7 separate regions of the Mus musculus genome follow, and all the other regions are linked to region 7. Evidence: chromatin contacts called from public HiCAR-type and promoter capture Hi-C data. All regions are on one chromosome and are shown on one strand. The core of a region is the stretch at or near the end of the contact, and the rest is flanking DNA. Distances in the headings are between cores, read along the strand shown. Region 1 holds the start of Lsmem1 (leucine-rich single-pass membrane protein 1). Region 2 has its middle 39 kb from the start of Arl4a. Region 3 holds the start of Ifrd1 (interferon-related developmental regulator 1). Region 4 overlaps Scin (scinderin). Region 5 holds the start of Arl4aos (ADP-ribosylation factor-like 4A, opposite strand). Region 6 has its middle 21 kb from the start of Arl4a. Region 7 holds the start of Etv1 (ets variant 1).

Evidence for each region. Promoter capture Hi-C pulls out the DNA fragments that hold promoters and counts their contacts. HiCAR-type assays count read pairs that join an accessible place to other places.
Region 1: a HiCAR-type map of astrocytes shows a contact between it and region 7, with 4 times the contacts expected there. The contact joins the promoter of Lsmem1 here to the promoter of Etv1 in region 7. A contact is called at or near these places in 2 of 39 promoter capture datasets (both in the C10 cell line), 1 of 115 datasets of contacts at active chromatin or transcription factors (astrocytes) and 1 of 9 other capture datasets (liver).
Region 2: a contact with region 7 is called in a promoter capture Hi-C map of embryonic stem cells, with 3 times the contacts expected there. The contact joins the enhancer-like site here to the promoter of Etv1 in region 7. A contact is called at or near these places in 2 of 39 promoter capture datasets (embryonic stem cells and stem cell-derived epiblast-like cells), 1 of 484 Hi-C or Micro-C datasets (embryonic stem cells), 3 of 115 datasets of contacts at active chromatin or transcription factors (astrocytes and embryonic stem cells) and 3 of 9 other capture datasets (adipose tissue, embryonic stem cells and liver).
Region 3: a HiCAR-type map of astrocytes shows a contact between it and region 7, with 2.3 times the contacts expected there. The contact joins the promoter of Ifrd1 here to the promoter of Etv1 in region 7. A contact is called at or near these places in 6 of 39 promoter capture datasets (the C10 cell line, hippocampal neurons, liver and 3 more), 2 of 484 Hi-C or Micro-C datasets (embryonic stem cells and nephron progenitors), 6 of 115 datasets of contacts at active chromatin or transcription factors (astrocytes, embryonic stem cells, heart atrium and 2 more) and 1 of 9 other capture datasets (liver).
Region 4: a contact with region 7 is called in a promoter capture Hi-C map of pre-B cells, with 4 times the contacts expected there. The contact joins the enhancer-like site here to the promoter of Etv1 in region 7. A contact is called at or near these places in 3 of 39 promoter capture datasets (the C10 cell line, liver and pre-B cells), 1 of 115 datasets of contacts at active chromatin or transcription factors (astrocytes) and 1 of 9 other capture datasets (adipose tissue).
Region 5: a promoter capture Hi-C map of pre-B cells shows a contact between it and region 7, with 3 times the contacts expected there. The contact joins the promoter of Arl4aos here to the promoter of Etv1 in region 7. A contact is called at or near these places in 14 of 39 promoter capture datasets (the 3T3-L1 cell line, 3T3-L1-derived adipocytes, the C10 cell line and 9 more), 18 of 484 Hi-C or Micro-C datasets (CD4 T cells, CD8 T cells, LSK cells and 12 more), 8 of 115 datasets of contacts at active chromatin or transcription factors (astrocytes, cardiomyocytes, embryonic stem cells and 3 more) and 3 of 9 other capture datasets (adipose tissue, liver and pancreatic islet).
Region 6: a promoter capture Hi-C map of liver shows a contact between it and region 7, with 4 times the contacts expected there. The contact joins the enhancer-like site here to the promoter of Etv1 in region 7. A contact is called at or near these places in 2 of 39 promoter capture datasets (embryonic stem cells and liver) and 3 of 9 other capture datasets (adipose tissue, embryonic stem cells and liver).

What each region holds. Positions count from the first base shown.
Region 1 is chr12:40,197,971-40,200,670 of GRCm38.p6, reverse strand. Lsmem1 (leucine-rich single-pass membrane protein 1) reads left to right here and starts at 1,356. Exons shown (of 4, transcript NM_001033437.2): 1 at 1,356-1,464.
Region 2 is chr12:39,997,441-40,000,140 of GRCm38.p6, reverse strand. No RefSeq gene overlaps it. Among named protein-coding and RNA genes, the nearest start is that of Arl4a, 39 kb to the left of the region's middle. Within about 2 kb of position 1,415, at least 67 of the 459 cell types and tissues checked have an H3K27ac peak or open chromatin away from gene starts, as enhancers often do. A contact at or near this core is called in adipose tissue, embryonic stem cells and stem cell-derived epiblast-like cells, where this site is marked.
Region 3 is chr12:40,221,917-40,224,616 of GRCm38.p6, reverse strand. Ifrd1 (interferon-related developmental regulator 1) reads left to right here and starts at 1,428. Exons shown (of 12, transcript NM_013562.2): 1 at 1,428-1,748. The coding sequence starts at 1,661. Mir1938 (microRNA 1938) reads left to right here and starts at 1,806; the gene lies at 1,806-1,905. Gm7008 (predicted gene 7008) reads right to left here and starts at 1,253. Exons shown (of 3, transcript NR_045157.1): 1 at 1,064-1,253.
Region 4 is chr12:40,107,580-40,110,279 of GRCm38.p6, reverse strand. All of the region lies in intron 3 of Scin (scinderin), which reads left to right. Among named protein-coding and RNA genes, the nearest start is that of Scin, 25 kb to the left of the region's middle. Within about 2 kb of position 1,434, at least 32 of the 459 cell types and tissues checked have an H3K27ac peak or open chromatin away from gene starts, as enhancers often do. A contact at or near this core is called in pre-B cells, where this site is marked.
Region 5 is chr12:40,036,796-40,039,495 of GRCm38.p6, reverse strand. Arl4aos (ADP-ribosylation factor-like 4A, opposite strand) reads right to left here and starts at 1,419. Exons shown (of 3, transcript NR_166749.1): 1 at 991-1,419. Arl4a (ADP-ribosylation factor-like 4A) reads left to right here and starts at 1,509. Exons shown (of 2, transcript NM_001039515.1): 1 at 1,509-1,658; 2 at 2,663-2,700.
Region 6 is chr12:40,015,720-40,018,419 of GRCm38.p6, reverse strand. No RefSeq gene overlaps it. Among named protein-coding and RNA genes, the nearest start is that of Arl4a, 21 kb to the left of the region's middle. Within about 2 kb of position 1,384, at least 254 of the 459 cell types and tissues checked have an H3K27ac peak or open chromatin away from gene starts, as enhancers often do. A contact at or near this core is called in adipose tissue, embryonic stem cells and liver, where this site is marked.
Region 7 is chr12:38,778,647-38,781,346 of GRCm38.p6, reverse strand. It overlaps Etv1 (ets variant 1), which reads right to left and starts at 1,265. Exons shown (of 13, transcript NM_007960.5): 1 at 926-1,265; 2 at 368-499. The coding sequence starts at 412.

The sequences.
Region 1 (2,700 bases), core at 107-2,606, 1.4 Mb before region 7:
TACCCTCCCTGGCAGTGGAGGCTGTTTCCCATCTCTGGAGGACTAGTACTTGAGGTTATAATGTTAGAAGAAGGGGAAAACAGCCATCAAAACTGAAGCAAGTACTTCTGAGATGATAGGGGATTTGGGACAGATTGGGTAGTTAGAAGAGTTTTGGTTTTTGACCTGCATGACTAGATGATGGGAACATCTTCATTTTTTCTGAGCTTAGTTTTAATACAGGTGACAGCACTTAATGATAAAGGTATCAAGTGCATGGTCTTCTTGGTTCTCAAGCTATGGGAAGACCAAAAAATGTGAGATTCCTGTTCTCTGACAGTATAATAATGTCCCTAAAGAACCGTGTAAGAGAAGCTGGAACACACAGAGCTATAGAATGAGCGGGCACTTGTGAGCGAAGGCAGATCTTAAACAACTGCAAGTCTGTTTTCATCCAAACTGTGTGTGATCTGGCACCCGGAGCTTGCAGGCCCCAGCTCTCACTGTAGTACCTATTGTGTACACCAGAGGGCAGAAACTGCCTGCCACTTGTGGAAAGGAAACAAGGCTGCTATTTCCAAAAGGCAGGTGCGCTTCTGAAGCCCATTTTGGATGGAATGCTGAAGTGTGCAATCTTTGCACCCACAGACACTTTTTGTAAAGCTAATTGAAAGCCCAGGAGTCCCCGGACCTGCTGCTATAGTTTAGATCTCTGAAGTCTCCTTAAAGAAAAGTGTAGAAGGCTTGCATGGTCACCAGCCTGGAACCGCTGGAGAATGGTGGATCTTTAGGTGTGAGGCTTGGTTGAAGACAAGTCTTTGGCCCTTTCCTCTCAAGCCTCTTCTTTCAGCTGTACCTGTTACCATGTTTTCTATTTCTGCAAGCCTAGATCAGAGGTCTGAAACGGGGGGCGGGGGGGGGGGCTAGTATAAAGCTGACTTATTTTGGATACAGGGATGGAAATCTAACACATCAGCCACTCCGCTAGTTGTGTTATCACAGCTATCCTCCCTGTTTACTGAGGTCTCTGCACACCAGATGTCCCAGTGGCAGCTCCTGCCTGCTGCAGGGTATTTATACACAGGAGCACAGCACAGCAGAAGCGCTAGCTAGGAAATGTGCTGTCAGACGATACAGCCACTTCCACTGAGTAAGGACTTTCAACTTGAGCTTCATATGAACCACATCAGTTACCAACTGAATCCAGGCTTGCCGGTCTGTTGTTTTAAAGCAAAGCTTCACCAATTCGTATCTTAAACTCGGACATGAGAGCGGAAGCCACTGCAGGGAATCTTGTTATCGCTTGGCTACATTTACACTAAATATAGACCACCAATTATGTGCTGGGTTTACGGGCCTCAGGGGAGCACTTGTGAGCAGCAGGAAGATTAAGAGCGAACTACAGAACTGGTAGAAAGTTTGGCTGTAGTTGTTCCTGAGTAGTTGTCTTTTCTAGGAAACCGAGCATTGGAGGCTCACGTCTTTGTAAGTAATTTGCATGCTATTTCTTACTGAGACCGAATGATGATTTTTGAGTCCTTGGGGTTTTGATTGCATGTATTCTGTGCTTTTCGACTGCTCATAGAAAAGATGTAGACTTGATTTTTAAAATTACCTCCTGACTTGGAGGCATGAACTCAGGAATGCCGTTCATACGTGGCCGTGGCTCACTCAAGGAAGCATCGTATTAAGCTTTGAGTTCAGCCTTCATTGGTAAACAATTCTGAGTTCGTAGCATACAATATGGTTTTCTGCTTTGATACCAATACCTGCAGGGAGAATGTACAATGAGTTTTTTTTTTTCAGAGACAATTTTTATTTGTTGAAGTGTCCTACTGGTAGAGAATCAAGCAATTATTAGATGATGAAAGGCTCAGCTGTTAGCAGTGATCAAGAACACGGGAAAATGAAACTACTTACGTGTCTGAGTTCCAGGATCAGAAAAGAATCTGCCCAGTGGAGCTCGGCAGGAAGGCCAAGTTAGTGCGACACGGAATAGGTAGTGACACTCTGCAGCGGCCTCGGTGGTTGTTTCTGAATGCCCTCATTTCAGCTTCCAAAGATAGCAAGGGCTGGTGTTGACAGCTGTGGGTTCTGGTTTTCAAGGTGTGTCCTTGTATCCGTTTACTGGCAGAGTCCCTCAGAAGCCACCTGCAGGCCCTTGGAGCCCATGAATCACACTGCCTTTTTTTCCTCTACTAGCTTGTCTTTCATTTTAACATGTCGCAACACTGAAAAGGCTTATTGAAAAAACATCTACCAACATTGTGAGCTCGCTGTAAAGATGTCTCCTTCTAGAGGACTCCATTATTTACTTGGTCTATTTTAGATTTAGAAAAAAAATCTTGAACAAATTTTATGACAGATTTTATTCTAAATTATGTGTGTGGGCGGGGCATGTTTATGCCACAACACTTACTTGGAGGTCAGAGGACAAGTTGCAGGAGTTGGTTCCCATCGAACAAAGGTGAAGGAGATTGAGTTCTGGCTACCAGGCTTAGTGCCATGTCTCCGTAGCTTAGCTATCTTGGCATCGCCTTCTTAGTCTGTGGCAAGCAAAGTTTAGTAACTGGACTATTACTTTAAAAGTAGGACCTTTTAGCAGTGACTTTTGTAGCTAGTCTTCCTCTCCTCCTCCTCCTCCTCCTCCTCCTCCTCCTCCTCCTCTTCTTCTCCTCCTCCTCCTCCTCCTCCTCCTCCTCCTCCTCCTCCTTCTTCTTC
Region 2 (2,700 bases), core at 166-2,665, 1.2 Mb before region 7:
AAAATCCTAACTAAGACACATAGTTTGCATCATTCTGCATCTTACTGAAGAACTTCCCTGACTCCATCTTGGGCTTGAAGCCATCTTATAGTAAAGACAAACTCGATTCATTCCTGTTTGTGATTAAATCTGTTTCTCAAGGAGTAGACTGTGACCTGCTTATGACCTTATCTACAGATGACTCTGGACTGCATGTTCTATGTCTTCATTTCAGAAAGTTGTCATCATGCAACCTTAACTTTGCTTCATAAAGTCGTTTTGACTGCGGGGTTGCTACCATCTTGTCATGCTCCGCTTCTGCGACCCCTCCTATTTTGCCGCCATTTGGAAACCCCCTACCCCTAAGCTATAAAACCTTGTCTTCTTCATGTCCGGTGTTAACCTCTTGCCTTAGTGGGAGGCAGCCCATGCACAGGAGTGGAAAAGCTTGCTTTACTTAATTTGGCCATGATGATTTGTTTTTGGCATTCTCTCTCCTCGAATCTTTGGGATTAACATTACTTAGGTCTGATTTCCTTCTTTTATTTTCTTTTGCATAGCTAGTGGACGAACACAGAGGTCTCACGGATCAGGTCCTTCCTTGTACACCGGCAGTCCAACTTGCCTAATGCTGTAGACCACAGAATTGGGTTCAAGGAAGTTTTGTTTTTGTTTGTTTGTTTTTTGTTTTTTTAGACACACCTTTGTAAAGGTGCTTTTCATAGGCTTCTGATACCACCCCCACCCCCCACAAAGAAAAGTACAGGCCAAAGAGCTAGCATTCCTCAGAAAACCTTGAGTCATAAGAGTCTGGTATACTCTTTGATCTTTGAAGACTTATTTCCTATGAACATTTTAGACTTTCTGCAGATTGAGGATTGAGGGACAACGATCTGTGGTGGTTGTTATTAGCATCTTCTGAGACCTGTACAGATGCTGTAAGCAAACTTTTCAATTAGACTGTGTATAAACATAGGGTGATAACAAGGACTCAGCACACCCCTGGCACACAACACGGCGCCTTTGGCTTGCTTTGTGAGAATTCCATCAGATGACTTAATGTGGAATCTTTCAATGCCAATTGACTGGCCAGAGGAAAGGCTTCAGCGCCCAACTTCTTATCCACCCTCCCCGCCCCCCCATCCCCCAACTCCTTTCAACCCAGCAGTTCAGGCCAGATCAAGGACTGGACTGCAAGAAGACAGTTTTCTGTAAGAGAGCCATGGGTGTGTGGGGGGGGGGGGGGGGGACTGCTCCAGATGTTATCTTTTTACACTGGTTTTTCTTTTTTTCTTTTTTCTTTTTTTTGTACTTGTGAAAAAGACAAGGCAAGTATCTTCGCATCAAAAGCAAACCAAAAGCTCCCGCTGGTAAAAACCAGTCGTGTAAATCCTCTGACCAGACCACTCCGTTTCCTTTGCTTAAGCTCATTTCCTGACAGCCAGCCCTTTGCCCTCGGAGCAGTTTACCCAAGACTGTGTATCCTGCCCCTTGCTTATTGACACATCTTTGGAAGGTAGGATTTTAGGCTTTTCCTATCTATGCCTTCTTTGATGAGATTTCATTTCACATGGGATTAAAATCTTTGCCATGATTTTTCTCTTCTCATCAGTTGACTGAGCTTACTTCTTATCCACTTGCAGAGCTCATCCTTATGCTGCGGTCTCCTCTAAGTTCTCCCCCACCCCTTGCCACCTTCAGTTTAGACTGAAGTGTGTGATCACTCAAAACAAAACAAAACAAAACAAAACAAAACAAAACAAAACAAACAAAAAAAAAACCCTACCACACACAGGCCGGCTCTAGCGCTGGCTTCTTTCCAGAATTCCATTAGCCAGACAATGCCCCAGCCCAGACCAGTACAGCCTGGAAGTGTTGGGGGAGGAAGCCCATCTGGCCTTGCTTGGGTGTAAGACTGGGCTGGGTCAATGGCAGGTTGAGGGCAGGAATGGAGTAGAGGGATTGTTTTTCAAATGCAGTAGGTGTGATATCGGAGTATCTGCCAAGGCCTGTCCTTCTCACATTCACCTTAGGAACAGATCCAATTTAGCAGTGTGCTTTGAAAATGCATTTTAGGAGAGTATTATTATTGTTGTTATCCTTTTTTTTTTTTTCCAGTTTAGGATGCTTCAAATAAAACTGGCCAATTTGGGATAATACAGCAGCAGGGCAGAACAGGCTGAAAATAGTTTTTCTTTCTTTCTTTTTTCCTTGTTTATTTCCAAAAGACTTTCCAGTATCCAGCTAGGCTTATAAACCTAATCGTATTACAATGGGAAATGTAAGGCTTAGCATTTTATTGTATTACAAAGGCAATTGCCGTCTGCCTCGGGTCTGAGAATTCTTGTCTCTCAGTTGGGTTCTCTGACTCTTAACAAATGTGAAGGGGATTGTAGTCAAATGAATACAGAACGTTGCCTCCCTAGGGGCTTTTAATAATAATTAGTAATAATAATAAACATATGGAGAGGTTTTCCCTGACTCAAACTCAGTACTTCAGTATATGGTATTTTCATTACTCTTTCTAACATCCCCCTCAGTCCTCAGTGTCCACCCAGGAGGGTAGGGACCTTGGTTTGATGATTGTTCCGTTGATGGTGACTTCTCAGAGAGAAGGGGAAGAAACCACCCACTTGGTGAAACACAGCCTTCCATTTTGCTGGGGCTTTCAATTCAGGCCCTCACCCCAGCATAGCCCTCTCAACACCCTAGACTCCCTCT
Region 3 (2,700 bases), core at 179-2,678, 1.4 Mb before region 7:
GACGAAGCTTCGTGAAGGTGATAGTGTTTGAGCTGGTCTTGATAGACAGAGATAATTCTTAAGATGAAGATGGGGGGTGGGTTAGGGCATTCATGAACAATGAAGTCAAAGTAACAAAAAGAGCCCTGTACTGGAAACGAAGACCAGTTGAGTTCAGGAGAAGAACAAGATATCTAGAAAGCAGTGAGAGAGGCTAGGTTAGGAGGACTGGCAGTCTGTGAGGTTCTGGAACAACTATAAACATAGGTGGATTAGTCAAACAAGACACTTGAGTAAATAATCAGCCTTCCTGGGCATGAAACATTGAAATGGGTGACCTGGTATGAACTGAAGCTATGTATGGCTAGAGATCAAGATACAGCCCTGAGTTTCATTTTAAAATCAATTGCTGGGGGGGGGGCACTATGAACAAACTGAATAAATTACGGTGAATAAATTACAGAATATGGGGGAAGATAATATATTAACTATTAAGAATATGGCAGTAAAGAAAAGGAGAGAAAAATTTAAGTTGGCTTAAGGTACAAGAGGGACATTAAGACGGAGAAAGACTTACTATCATCACTTGAAATAGAATGAAGCCGAGGTGAGAGGTGGAGTGCAGAGTGAGTCACTTGCACGAGTCAGTGAGTTTGTTCTGTCATATGGACAGTATAGGAACCTACTAGCAGCTCCTGAAAACAGGACTGGGTGTTGCGACACGGAAAACAGATCAACGGGAGCACCTTGAGAAAATAAACCCCTTTGCGACTGTTGATATAACTCATGTATGTTTTGCCAGCTGCGAACTTCTCATAAACTCTTATCCCAAACTGACCTCCAAACTGGCAGGTGGAATCAAGGTCACATCTTTGTAAGAAAATCTGAGACTGAATCATCAGTCTCGTTATTTGAGATATTAGTCTAGAATATGAGGTCCACGAACAATACAAGTTGAAGTAGCTGAAAGCATACTTTTTTTGGAGGGTGGGGAGCCCACGTCCCTAAACCCACAGGAGGGTATGGTTGTGCTTGGACAGGGGCCTCATATTAGCAGGGGAAAGGTTGTTACACGTGATCTTACAAGCTGACGTTCATCAAGCTGCATAACTGCCGCATGGCTCATCGCGGTGACTACCCGGGTGAATTCCAGGGCGGACGCCTCGTTGGGACGAGGTCACGACGCAATCGGACTGGGAGGAGCCCGGAGAAGGCCGCGCCCTCTCGCTAACTACATCTCCCAAAGCTCCACGCGGCCCTAAGGCATAGCAGCCCAGGCACCGAGGGCAGACTGAGGCTCTGGGAATGGGAGTCCGAATGCAGGCACCGCCCCAGTGGACGCCGCGGTGGGGAGATCTGCAGCGATTGGCCAGCGAGCGATGGAGGCCCGCCCACGCATGGTGACGACAAGCCGCCGTCTGGCTACTTAAGGCGTCGTGGTCTGGCCACCCCGCCTTCGCTCCCGCGCTAGAGAGAAACATGTATCGTTTCCGCTCGCAGCTCTTCACGGGGATTTCTGCTGCTGCTGCTGCCGCTTCTCACCCGCGCCGCTCCTCGCCTCTCTTGTTAGCCCGAGACTCGCCTCTCAGCCGCCCGCCGCACAGACGCACGAGTAGACAGTGCAGCTCCATCGGCTGATCCTCGCTGAGCTCCAAGTGTAGGCGGCACCGGGCGGCCCACGATGCCGAAGAACAAGAAGCGGAACGCTCCCCACCGCGGTGGCGGGGGTGGCGGCGGCTCCGGGGCAGCGACGTCGGCGGCCACGGCAGGTGAGGGGTGTCCCCACGCCCGGGAGCCGGCTGGCCGGCCGAACGGGAGACCCCGGCCTGGGGCGCGGTGGGACTTGTAGTTCGGTCTTCGCTTCGGACGCCCAAGTCTGCATAGCGCGTGGTACGGCTGAACTGCAGTTCCCATCATGCCCTGGGACTCGCGCTTCTTGAGCTGGCACGCGGGAGCAGTGCTGGAGCTCCGGCCCTGGGGGCGGGGAGAACTGGGACCTTGGGCCGGAGGGAGAGTCAGAATAAGGGTGACCAGGACTTGGCGTTCTTCCTAGACGTCGCTGCCTGCTGTCCGGTTCTTTATCGAGCTAGAGATGGGGCGGAGCGCCGGTGGCTTGCCGCTGTTGCGCTGCCTGTGGCGCTCCCTCCAACATGGAGTTCTCGGGAGTGTCAAACGTCCAGCGGGCTTGGACCGGCTTTTGCGTCACGAGGCCTGAGCTTTGCGTGATGGGGCCAGGGTGACGCAGAGGCACGAGTGGCTTCCATCCCGCTGTTTTCCTGCGCGTCTCGCAGGTCCTCTAAGGCGGGGTAGAGGCGTCGGAAGCCATGGCCACCGCCCCACCCTTAGCGTGGCTTCCACTCCTAACCCGGTACCTGCAGAAACCGGGAGCCCCCGCAGCCCTTGTGCTGCCAGCCTAGCGACCGCGTTCTCCTTTGTGCTGCATTCTATAGGTTCCATGCAGTGATAAGAGGTGGTGAGAAGCCGAGGTTGCAATTGGCTGGAAAGTTAGGGATAAGTTTTTTTTTTTTTTCCTTCCATGCTAAGACAAAGCTTTTTCTGGATGGTTAATTGCTGAACTGAATGTACGATTCTCTTAACATATGGTTGAGAAGAAAAAAAAATGATTGCAGCCGAAGGTCCCTTCTACAAGACTGCACACAAGACATAAGTCGAGTAGTATTGAAATGGGTAGTCATCTCACTAAGTAATTGTTAAGATTAT
Region 4 (2,700 bases), core at 185-2,684, 1.3 Mb before region 7:
AATGACACACAACACACACACACATACATATACATACATATATATGTGTGTGTATATATATATATATATATATATATGTATTCTTTTCATCATATGTTATTGATAGACAAGTGATGTATTTTCTTACTAGACTTGGTTTTCAATGGTAAAAAGTCAAATGTCAGAAGAGTTTGAAGAGTCATCTTAATTAAAGCTTAGCCTGTTTAATATAATTAATTTGATATGCAATATAAACATAAGTTAGATGATTATGTAACTGGAGAAAATCTGTTATGAGAGTTACTAATTAATCTGAGGAACCTAGATAGTTAATTCTGATCTACGTTCTCTATTTTCTGTAATATAAAATATCAACACTAAAGTTTACTTTCTTGCATCTACTATGAAGGGAATTATTTGCAAACTGTCATTAACTGGGGTAGGGAAAGGATTATGTGCTAAGACTCTGTGCTGATTTTGCCTGAAGGGTGACCTGGGCTCCATGTAAGAACTGTGTGCCCAAGGTGACTGGCAATGGTTTTGATGCTAGTGAGTGCTGGAATCTCCCAGAGAACTTCAATACGCAGTTTCTCAGGAAGTCTCTCAGATTAGGGCTTTTTGTGAAGGCAGTCTTGTGGCAGGCCAAATAATTAAACATGCTTCTCTCATATCAGGATTTCTGTGTTTTTGTACTACAGAATGGTTTGAACATGAAGTGTGATAGCAACAGAAACTTCCATCTGTGTATATATCGCTGTATTTTTTTTTTAAATGCCCTTTCTGCTCCATTGATCTTAAGTCTCAGTGACTAACAGTCATTGGAAACCATGTGTTTTCATGCATTGTAATTGCTGACCTTGGAGTGGAATTCAAGTGGTTCTACATGTGTGCCTCAAATTCCAATGTGCAGATTCAGAAATGGGGCTAGAAAGGAAACAGTAGGAATATACTCTGTTAGAAACAGGAAAGAGATGTGCCTTGATGATCCTGAGGAATGACATCATACTACAGAATAAAATGGAATCCAAGACAGTTCTTAGTATTTCTTACCAAAGTTTGAGTTTACCAATAGATATACTTTGTTCTTAAAGAGGACTTCAGGTTAAGTCAGGTGGGACCATGAGAAAGAGGAAGGCTTGAAGAACAATTGCAAGCCTCTGTTGTTCAAAGCTTGCCCCAGTACCCCCAAGAAAGCTTGTTCCATTTTTGTGCATTGCCTTTGAGTGATGAAATGACTCTGGGATGAAGATATCTTTCAGTGAGTGTACTTTCATTTTGATTTTAATACATATTATGTGTAATATACTATGCACAACATATTAGATATTATATGCTTGAACACATTCAAAACATGCAAATACATTGTCCTACCAAGCAGTGGCTGCCCCGGCCCTCCTCGCTCACACATCCTCTCCCTCACATTTAGCTGCCATGCTACCTAGTCTCCACAGCTCACCAGGTGAGATTCATGGAAGTTGTAAAACAACCCTGGTGCAAATGTTAGAGCAGCTGTCTCTCTATGTAGAATCTCCCAGTGGCTTTGTCATATTTAACTCCCTTTCTCCAGAATTGCCCTCTCAGAGAGTTCTGTATAAATGAATGGGGCAGTGAATGGATTCTCTCTAACTAGTCATGCCTCTATAATTAAAGCTATGCCTCCTCAAATACCTTTCTTTGTAGCCAAAGAATGTTTTTGGCCATACTTAACTGTGTTGCTCTGTGGCTTTGTTTTATTCTTCATAGTTTGTCTGAATGGTTTCCACACCATATTAGAACACGTACCTCTGTTTCATCTCTGAGCATCCTGTACACCAGTTGCATAGCCATCCTTCTGTTGATGCTCTTTCTTTCCTATTGTAACTCATGCTCTGACCTTTCTGTAGTACAGAACCATGGGGCCTCTTGATATTAGAAGCATTCTTCGTGATTTGGTCTGCTGCTTCCCACACAGGAAGTTTCTACCACTCAGATGGTGTGTGGTAGATAATTCAGACCCCTGTGTTTGGCTGGGTGCCTGGGAAAAAACTAACTTCTTTCATTTGTTAAACCACATTCTTTTTGATAAAATATCTTCTTAGAGAGCATGGACTTATGGGAGGACTTGGAGGGAGGAAAGGGCAGGAGAAACTTGAAGCAATTATATTACAATCACAAAATATAATTTTCAAATGTCTTTATTTTATGATTGCAGCTGTATATATTATGATTGCTGTTACCAAAGTTCAATTGGTAATGTTTCAACCCAGATGACACATAATATAATCTCTGTGTTATTACAAATGACTTTTCCTGTTTTTCTGTTAAGAGTAATTTTAGTAGTTCCATTTCTTTCTATGCATCTTAATTTAAACAGCTTTTCCTATAATTGAGTATTTAATAGCTTTGTTATGCCTCACTAAGATCACATAATAATTACAATTCATGTGCATGTAGGTTTTTCTTCTTTTTGTGAATAATTATTAAAATGAATCACTACCGAGTCAAAGGTCATTAACTCCTTTTATGGTTCTTGATAAAACTGTTGGGTGATTTTAGTTATCTTAGTTTCTTAAATTTAATTATTTAATAATACATATATATATATATATATATATATGTATGTATGTGCATATATATTAAGGTTTCATGTTGTATGCATCTTTTTGACTATTTAACTGTGTTGTTCTATATAAATTGTATTGGCTAATTTTAAAAATAAACAGATAAATAAATTATTTTATG
Region 5 (2,700 bases), core at 170-2,669, 1.3 Mb before region 7:
TGTAACTGGCTAATGAGAGCCCATACTTAGTTACAATCTTTAGTTCAGATTACATTCAATAACTTTATAGAATATGCCATTTGAGATTTTTCTTCCTAAATTAATGATGCTGTCTTAAAGCTAGGCACTGTGCTTATTATTCCTTAGATTTTTATATCAGCTATTAAAAACAATGGAAATAAGGTGAGCAGTGGTGAGGGTGGTGCATGCCTTTAATCCCAGCACTTGGGAGGCAGAGGCAGGCAAATTTCTGAGTTTGATTCCAGCCTGGTCCAGGGCTACATAGAGAAACCCTATCTTGAAAACCAAAACCAAAAATCAAACAAACAAAACCAAAAACCAAACCAAAACAAAACAAAAAACCCCAAACCCAAACAAACAAGCCCCGAAAACCAAAACAACAAAACAACAGAAAAACTAAACCACAAAGAAACAAAAACAACAGAAAGAAGCCCAATCCTTTCTACTATTCATAAAATAAATACTACTGGCTATGGTAATTTTAAGATCAGGAAATTTCTTAGGAAAGTTACAATCTATCTATCTATCTATCTATCTATCTATCTATCTATCTATCTATCTATGTATCTATTGAGTCACGGTTTACTACGTAGCCTTGGCTGGCCTGCAACTCTCTATGTAGACCAGGCTGGCCCTGAAGCATCCAGATCTGCCTGCCTCTGCCTCTCAAGTGCTTGGCCAGAATCTAGTTTAAAATACACTTTTAAATTGCACTATTATTATAGCCTTCCAGATAAAAATTTCTTGTAGGTTCTACCAAGCTTTAAAATGCCCTTTGTTTGTTTTTCTAAACATCTTTAAAAGATTGCTGGTCACGTTTTATAATTGGTTCATGACCAATTTGGTTCATTCTGTTTTTACAAAGACTGGAATATTCACAAAAACGACAGTTTGCCTCCTAAGGCCAAACATAGTGGTACACAATTACACTATGGAGCCCAATGTGCTTTACCACTAGTCATAAGTTACCAGCTGCAGCTTCATCACCCGTTCTTCTTGGGCTACTGGAAATATTTAGCGTTTCCAAAGTGCGTTTCTTCCTCCTTAATAGGGGCATTGGTTCCTGTTCCAACTTGTGGGGCGTAGACTCACTTAGGAGGTAGCGCTTGGCTTACAAAAGGTAGGCTACCATCCTAGCCAGCACATGCTAGGGAGGGCGGCAGCGCAGACTCCCCCAGGCTGCCTTGTGACGTGACGTAAGGGACCCACCCGGCCAGTGTCCTCCAACATCAAGGACCCTGAATCAACACCGCGGTCGCCCAGAGGCCGCCCTAGGGTGACAGGAAGAGGGGCGGTACCGGCGACGCCCTCCCGCACCCAGCCTGGGGCGGCAGAAAGACCGAGAACCCGCGGCCGAAGCCCCGCCCGTCTGCGCCGGCGGCGGGCGCCGAAAGGGTTGGAACGTGACCTTGTTTGGGCGTTGCTAGGAGACGCGGCCAGCACGCGCGCGCGCGACCCCCGCGGGCAGGCGCGGCGCGAGGGGCGGAGCCGCGGCCCGGAGCGAGGCTGGCGAGCACCGTTAGCCCGGCTGGCGCGCGGCGTCGGCCCGGCCGCCGTCAGGCCTCGCCGCTGCCCGGGGACAGACTCCCCGGCGGCTGACAGCCGCGGAGGCGGGACGACGGAGGACCGTCAGCCAGGTGAGTGGCGCGGGGTCATGTTGGAGAAGAGGCCTGCGGCGGGGCGGAGGCAGTATTGCCGGAGGCGTTCGGTGTGTAGAGGGGCTGGCGCGGCCCAGCGAGCCTGGGCGCACGGCGAGCTGAGGCGCGGTGGGCCGCTCCCGCCGCGTAGGGCCGCGTCACCGTGGCCCATGCTGCAGGTGCGCGAGGCGGCCGAGCGACCGGACCTGCAGCAGGGGCTCGGCGTCCTTTGCGATGCCTGCTCGTTTCCCACTCAGGGCAACAGGTGGTGCCGGAGGGCCGAGAGCGAGCCCTGGCGCTGCCGCCCTGGGAGTGGCAGGCACCCTTGCCAATTAGGGCGCCGGGGCGGGAGTGGCAGGGCGGCCCTGACGCGCTGACCAATGGGATCGCGGGGCCTGGGTGGGCCGTGAGGGTGGGCGTGGCCAGAGGCCGAGTCTGGGCTTCCCTGTGGGGCGTCCGCCAGAGCGGCGCGGAGGTCTCGGTTGAGAGGAGCTGTGGCGTGTTCCTCGCGGGGAGAGAGAGAGAGACACATCAGCCAATGTCCCTCCATTGGAATCCCGACTCCAGCCCGGGAGGTGAGAGCTTTGGTAGCGGGGACGGAGCCAGGAAAGTGAGCCTGGGTGCCGGGTGAGACGTGCCTGGTTAGATCTCCCAGATAGGGCTGCTTTTTTTGAGTTTTCTGCTAAGAAAAGGCACTTTAGTGGTGGATACGGTGACCGGCACCAGATAGTGGCGCCTGGGTTGTCTTCAGAATGAGCTTTTGAGGTTCGGGGATCGTAGAGAATAGAGAAAAGTACACGTTACTGCAGTTAGAGTGGATCGAAGAAAGCCTTTGGGTGACAGTTAGGCATCGTTTGTTTTGGATTGAATACATCTACTACCTCATCTGGTGTGTTTACTCACAGCAAGTTTTATTAAGTCCCTCATGTGCTTATTTTTGGCGAAAGTAGAGAAACCCCATTTTTAATGTGCTCACAGTAATAACTTACTCATTTCCTCCCCAGCAATCGCGTAGCCCGATCACCCAGGAAGAGAAATTGTA
Region 6 (2,700 bases), core at 135-2,634, 1.2 Mb before region 7:
AGTTTCAGAATGACCAATATTGCGCTTTCAGTTGTGATTCCTAGATTTTATATACTACATAAAACCACGGATGTGCATACAACATGAAACTGAAAGCAAAACTGCCCAGGGGGGAATGATGAGGACAGGAAGATGAGGGAGGAGGGAGATGGAGGAGGGAGAGGGAGGAGGGAGAGGAGGGAGGGAAGGTAGAAGGGATGGTGTTGAACGGGCTGAGCAGAAGTCTGCTCTGCTGTGAAAATGTCCTGTGTGACACAGTGCTGTGTACAATCGGACACACAGTGAAAACAAAGGAGTGTGCCTGTAACCCTAGGCTTGCTGATATTTTAAAGGAAGGCAATCAATACAGTGTTTCTGATTCGTCCTGGTCATTGATTTCCCTGACTATGAATCCTTGGGATTTGAATTCCATACCTCACGGATTTATGAGAGAGCATAAATTTATATAGAATCTTTTTTTTTTACCTTGTTAAAATGTTTCCACACATTCTTTGGAAACAATTATCTAAGTGAAATAATCAGATGTTTAGGTTGCTAATGTCCAACGGAAGGCTAAGGTTTTAGAAACAAAACAATGCCTTGTTAGACATTTCATGTGTTCAAATTAATTGGAGAATTAAAAAGCTATCAGAAGTGACAACAACCCCACCTCTCACACATAATTATGAAAGAGATATAAATATTGTGGACAGTTTGTGAAAAATCCATACCTTTGAGGCTTTTAATTGCAGAAATCAGAGTATTTAGAATAACAGTTTGTAGAATGTACACTTTTTAGAAGCTTAAATTGTGGTGGAAGAATGTGTTAGGGATGTGGTTGTCATTTCTGGTAGCTTTTTAATTCTCCAATTAATTTGTACACATAAAATGTCTAACAAAGCAATATATTGTTTCCAAAACATTAGCCTTCAGTTGGACATTAGCAACCTGAACATCTGATTATTTCGTGATATACAGAAACCTAGCCTGTGTTAAAGAGGACCATGGATTTTTGCAGTCCTGTTAAGAGCAGAGGCTCTGGTGTTGACCATTATTTATAGCAGGCTTCGTATCCCTGTTTGTGACAGATGGGTGGTTTTACTGGAAAGGAGGATTCGGAGATAAAGCAGGAGTCTAGTCAGAGGTGAAGAGGAGGCTCGTGTTCCTCATCTTATCTTCTGTTTAGTGTGAGTGTGTGAGCGTGCGTACGTGTTAGTTGCTGAGAGCCCCTTCCTGTCTGCTGGAACGGAACTGAGAGGGGTGGTGCAGCGTTAGAGGTTCCGAAATCTAAGAGCCACTTTCCTTTCCCACCGCTTTCCGCTGACTCAGTCCAGCAGTGAGCCCCGCAGGACCGAGAGGTCTTTGTGTTCAGATTATTTTACTAGCTACAAACGCCACACCCTTGTAGTACAGACACAGAACACTTTGTCCTTCCAGGAGGTCGGGACTTTGACCACAGCCCTGGGATTTCAAAGCTGCCTCACGGAGGCTTGTCTACTGTGATCTAAAGTGTTGAGCCCAGTGAGGGTCCCGTTATAAAGCAGTTTTACAACTGCTTGCTGCTAGACTCCCACACTAGTGAGGCTATATCTTTAAAACAGCACATAGTCTGTTTTGAAGGGGAAAAGGCCATTGCTCTACACAGGCAGCTGTAAGGAAAGAGTTGGTGTCTGAAAGGAGAGCTGAACTGGAGACTGGGGTGGAGTTGGCACCCAGAGTTTTAGCTTCCTAAACTGGGAGTAGTCACCGTCATTAGGACTTATAATTCTCTTCTCCGGACACTGCAAGGCTTGAAATGGTTATGTACAGTATTCTAAATCCTCTTCAAAGCGAATCTTGGCATTGGACAATATGATACTTCCCTAGTAACTGTATGAAATGGGATCTCTCTCTTCCAAAAGTGTAAATCCAGTAAGAACAGCTAAATTATGTGTACATGTTTATGTCTGAGTATTAGTATGTGCACACCTGAGTGTAGGTATCCACAAAGTCCAGAAGAAGGTATCAGATCCTCTGGAACTGGACATGGGCAGTCACAATGACGCCATTCGCCCCCCCCCCATTAGTGTTAGAACCCCTTAGGTCCCCTGCAAGCGCTGCACACTATAACCACTGAGATACCTCTCCAGCCTTAAAGCTAATGAGCTGAAGGAAAGACATTTACCCTAAGAGCACTGGGCCATGAGCCAACAGTCGTTTATAGGTCACCTTCACGACGCCCAGCTCCCAAACATCTGTCAATCTCAGGCTTCTCTTGGGCACGCACCACTGGCTGTATGAAGCTCGGCAGGGAATGGCTCCCCAGTTTTTGCCAACTGGCTTCTCTCATAGGCTAATCTTGATTGCTTTCTATTGTCTACCCTGCCGCCATAACATCTTCATAAAGGAAGGTCATGAATACTTTGTGTTTTCAAAGCATCCTAGCTGAAGTGAAAAGAAAAAGGAGTTTGGAGTTCATGTCGAGTCTCAGGAGAGGGCAACCGCTCTCTGGCCTGTAAGTACAGGAACTTCACCTTCAAGGTGACCTTAGCAGCCAACAAGTTTGCATGCCTAGAGCAATCTGACCAAATCAGTTATTATCACACATGTAGCCACTGAGCTACACCTCCAGGCCCCTTTTATTTTCATTAAAAAATCCAAACATTTACATTTTTAAAAATTTATATATACTTACAGCTTTGTTTTTATTTCAGATGAAACTTTTTCAGGCCCAGATCAATA
Region 7 (2,700 bases), core at 16-2,515:
AAGACACCCCATGTAAACACAAAATTGTCAGCATTTGTCTCAACTTCGTTCTTTTCAATGTGGCAGATAAACCCAGCCACAAACTTTGAGTGCAGCTGTTGCTGCCCTCCGTCTCCTCTTGCACTCATCGTGGACATATTAACCAGAAGAAGAGGTCTTAAAACAAAACTATGCCTTATCCGAATCACTCAAAGGTAAGCTCATTTTGTAGATAGGGCTTCTAGAAGCAGAGTCGCCCTACAGTGGCAACAAAGCAGATAAAGTGTCTGCAGTCCCAACCCCCTGCCCCCTCCCTTCGCATCTCTCGCTCTCCCCACCCCCGTCCAAGTCAAGTTTATAAACAGCAACTTTCGAACTGATCACTCACGTTGGTGACCACGTAAGGCACTTGCTGGTCATAAAATCCATCCATTCTGCTCCTCTTCGCAAATATTAGCTCAGTGTTTTATATTTTGAGCATTTAGCTGGAGATTTCCTCGGGATCTGGACTTCTATCAACCTAGAGGGGAACAAGATGGCTTTTAGGCTTAAAAAAAAAAAAATCATGAATGAAGCTCTTGCATTTGCATAGCTAATTACCCTCGACAGCCCCATTCACAAAAATAACCCTCCCCTACGCCGCCTTCTTCACCTGGATCCAAAGAGAGCCAAGAGAGTTCACAATTTACATACTTTCGGTCGTATCAAAAATCCTAACAAGAGGCAATGTATTTATTTACACTCTGGATGCTCCCTGCTCGGTCAGTGTACCCCAGGCGGCTCTGATTCGCAAACGTGGGCAAAACTAGCAATGGCGATCAACGAGACTTGCTTTTCACCTAACGGGACTAAAGAGACGGAGCTACCTCTTTCATAAGAATAGTTTTTGCAACCCACAACCATGCAATTATCTGGAGAGACATAAAAAGTTGTTGGAAATACCCACCTGAAGGCCACGCTAGGCGAACGGCTGCAAAAAATTCCCTCCAAATTTAATAAAAACATTAATTATTGCCCAGCACTTCCCCTTGGAAGCCGAAAGCGCCTCTGACAGAGCTGAATTCGGTGGTTTTTCCTCTACTTCTCCTCCAGGGGCCTCCAATCCAAACTGATGGATCGCTGCCTCCCATTGGCTCCACGTCTCTTTCACAAGATCAGATTTCGGGCTGTCAATCAGGCAGCTTTCGGCCCCTTCCCTTGGGTCTCCTGCGCCCCTATGCCTTTGCGACCACTCTGGGAGAAGTCGCAGGGTCCGCACCCAGGAAAAGCCACCGAGGGAAACTACTTCCTTCCTAACTCGCTGTTTTTGTTAAAACCGGAGGGATACTGAAACCTAGTGTATCGAGTCAACCAGTTCTCATTCCTAGCGTTGTTTGGTCCATTATTATGTCCTTAAAGCACTGTCGTAGAGGTTGGGGTACAGATCGAGTGTCCACAATCCCTTTTCTCTACCTTTGACCCGGAGTCCACCCACCACACGCTCCAGCCTTGCTCCTCAGAAGCTTTCGGTCCAAGCTATTTTTTTTCTCCATTTTCAACACTGTAATAGGGCTTATAAGATTTTTTTTAATACATCTTCAACAAAAATGATCTCCTTTCGTCCGTTGGACATGAAAATATTGTAAGGAAAGCAAGCGGGAGAAGCTGCTTCTAAGGAGAGGTGGCGCTGGAAGAGAGGATCCGGAGGAGTACGTAGCAGAGTGGGCGAGGAAAGTATAAAAATCAGATTCATCCTGGAGAGTGCTGAGAGGGAAAAAAACCTCCAGTGGCCACAGAGGGGTGGGGGAGGACTTGGTAGTTCAGATGCCCCCCTCCCGCACCCCTCCCCCGTCCCCGCCGTTTCCGGAGCTTTTGTTATGTATACAGAGAGGCGGAGGGTGTCACTTACTGTACTTGAAGATTTCACTTCCTCCACCAAGAAGTGGGGGAAGAGCAGGGAGGGCTCGGGTTACAAGGACAATGATGGGACCTTTGGAAGCGAGAATCTCTCTGAAGCTGCCTGCCCACAGAGCTTAGTTCTGATGTGTCCCCTTTGCAGCCGCTGCCCTACCAAGAATTGGAAGCCAGGGAGGAGTGGGGCCGGGGCTTTACGGTGCTAAAAGTCACTTGAGACCCTGGCGGGGACCAGAGCTGGGGACTAAAGGACTTTTCCAGCAGCTGTTTAGCCCCGTTGAGCAATGTGCTGCAGTTCTCAATTTCTATTTGAAAGTTTCTTCCCTTAAATGGAACATGGTGGAAACATCAAAATGGGAGCGTGCGCGCCTGGTACTCCGGACCCGCCGAGAAAGAGCGTAGTTTATGACAAAACCACTCTGCGCTTCACCAAGGGAAAAGTGTAGTCTTCCAGGGCACACACAATGCTTGCCCCAAGCCTAGTCAGGGCGCCGCGCGCGTCCTCTTTGAGAGAGGACAGTATCAGAGCCCGGGCGAGGGGTGCGTTCGAACGCTACTAGACTTTGTGAGGGTGCAACCCGAAGAGGGGAGCACAGCGTGGGTAACCCGCCAGTCTGCAAACCCCAGACAAGGCGGTAACAGTTTCCAAAGCCTTTCTGTGAGGCCAGAGCGGGACAGGTATCCAGAGCAACCGGGAGAGGGCGGAGCTTCTCGAAAGGCCCCGGGAGCTTGTCCCTGAAGCCAATGAGGAACCGTGGATTTCCAGTCCATTGTTGTTTATTGCTGACCCCGCAGCGCTCCGCCAGCGGATTGGATGCTTTCGAGCAG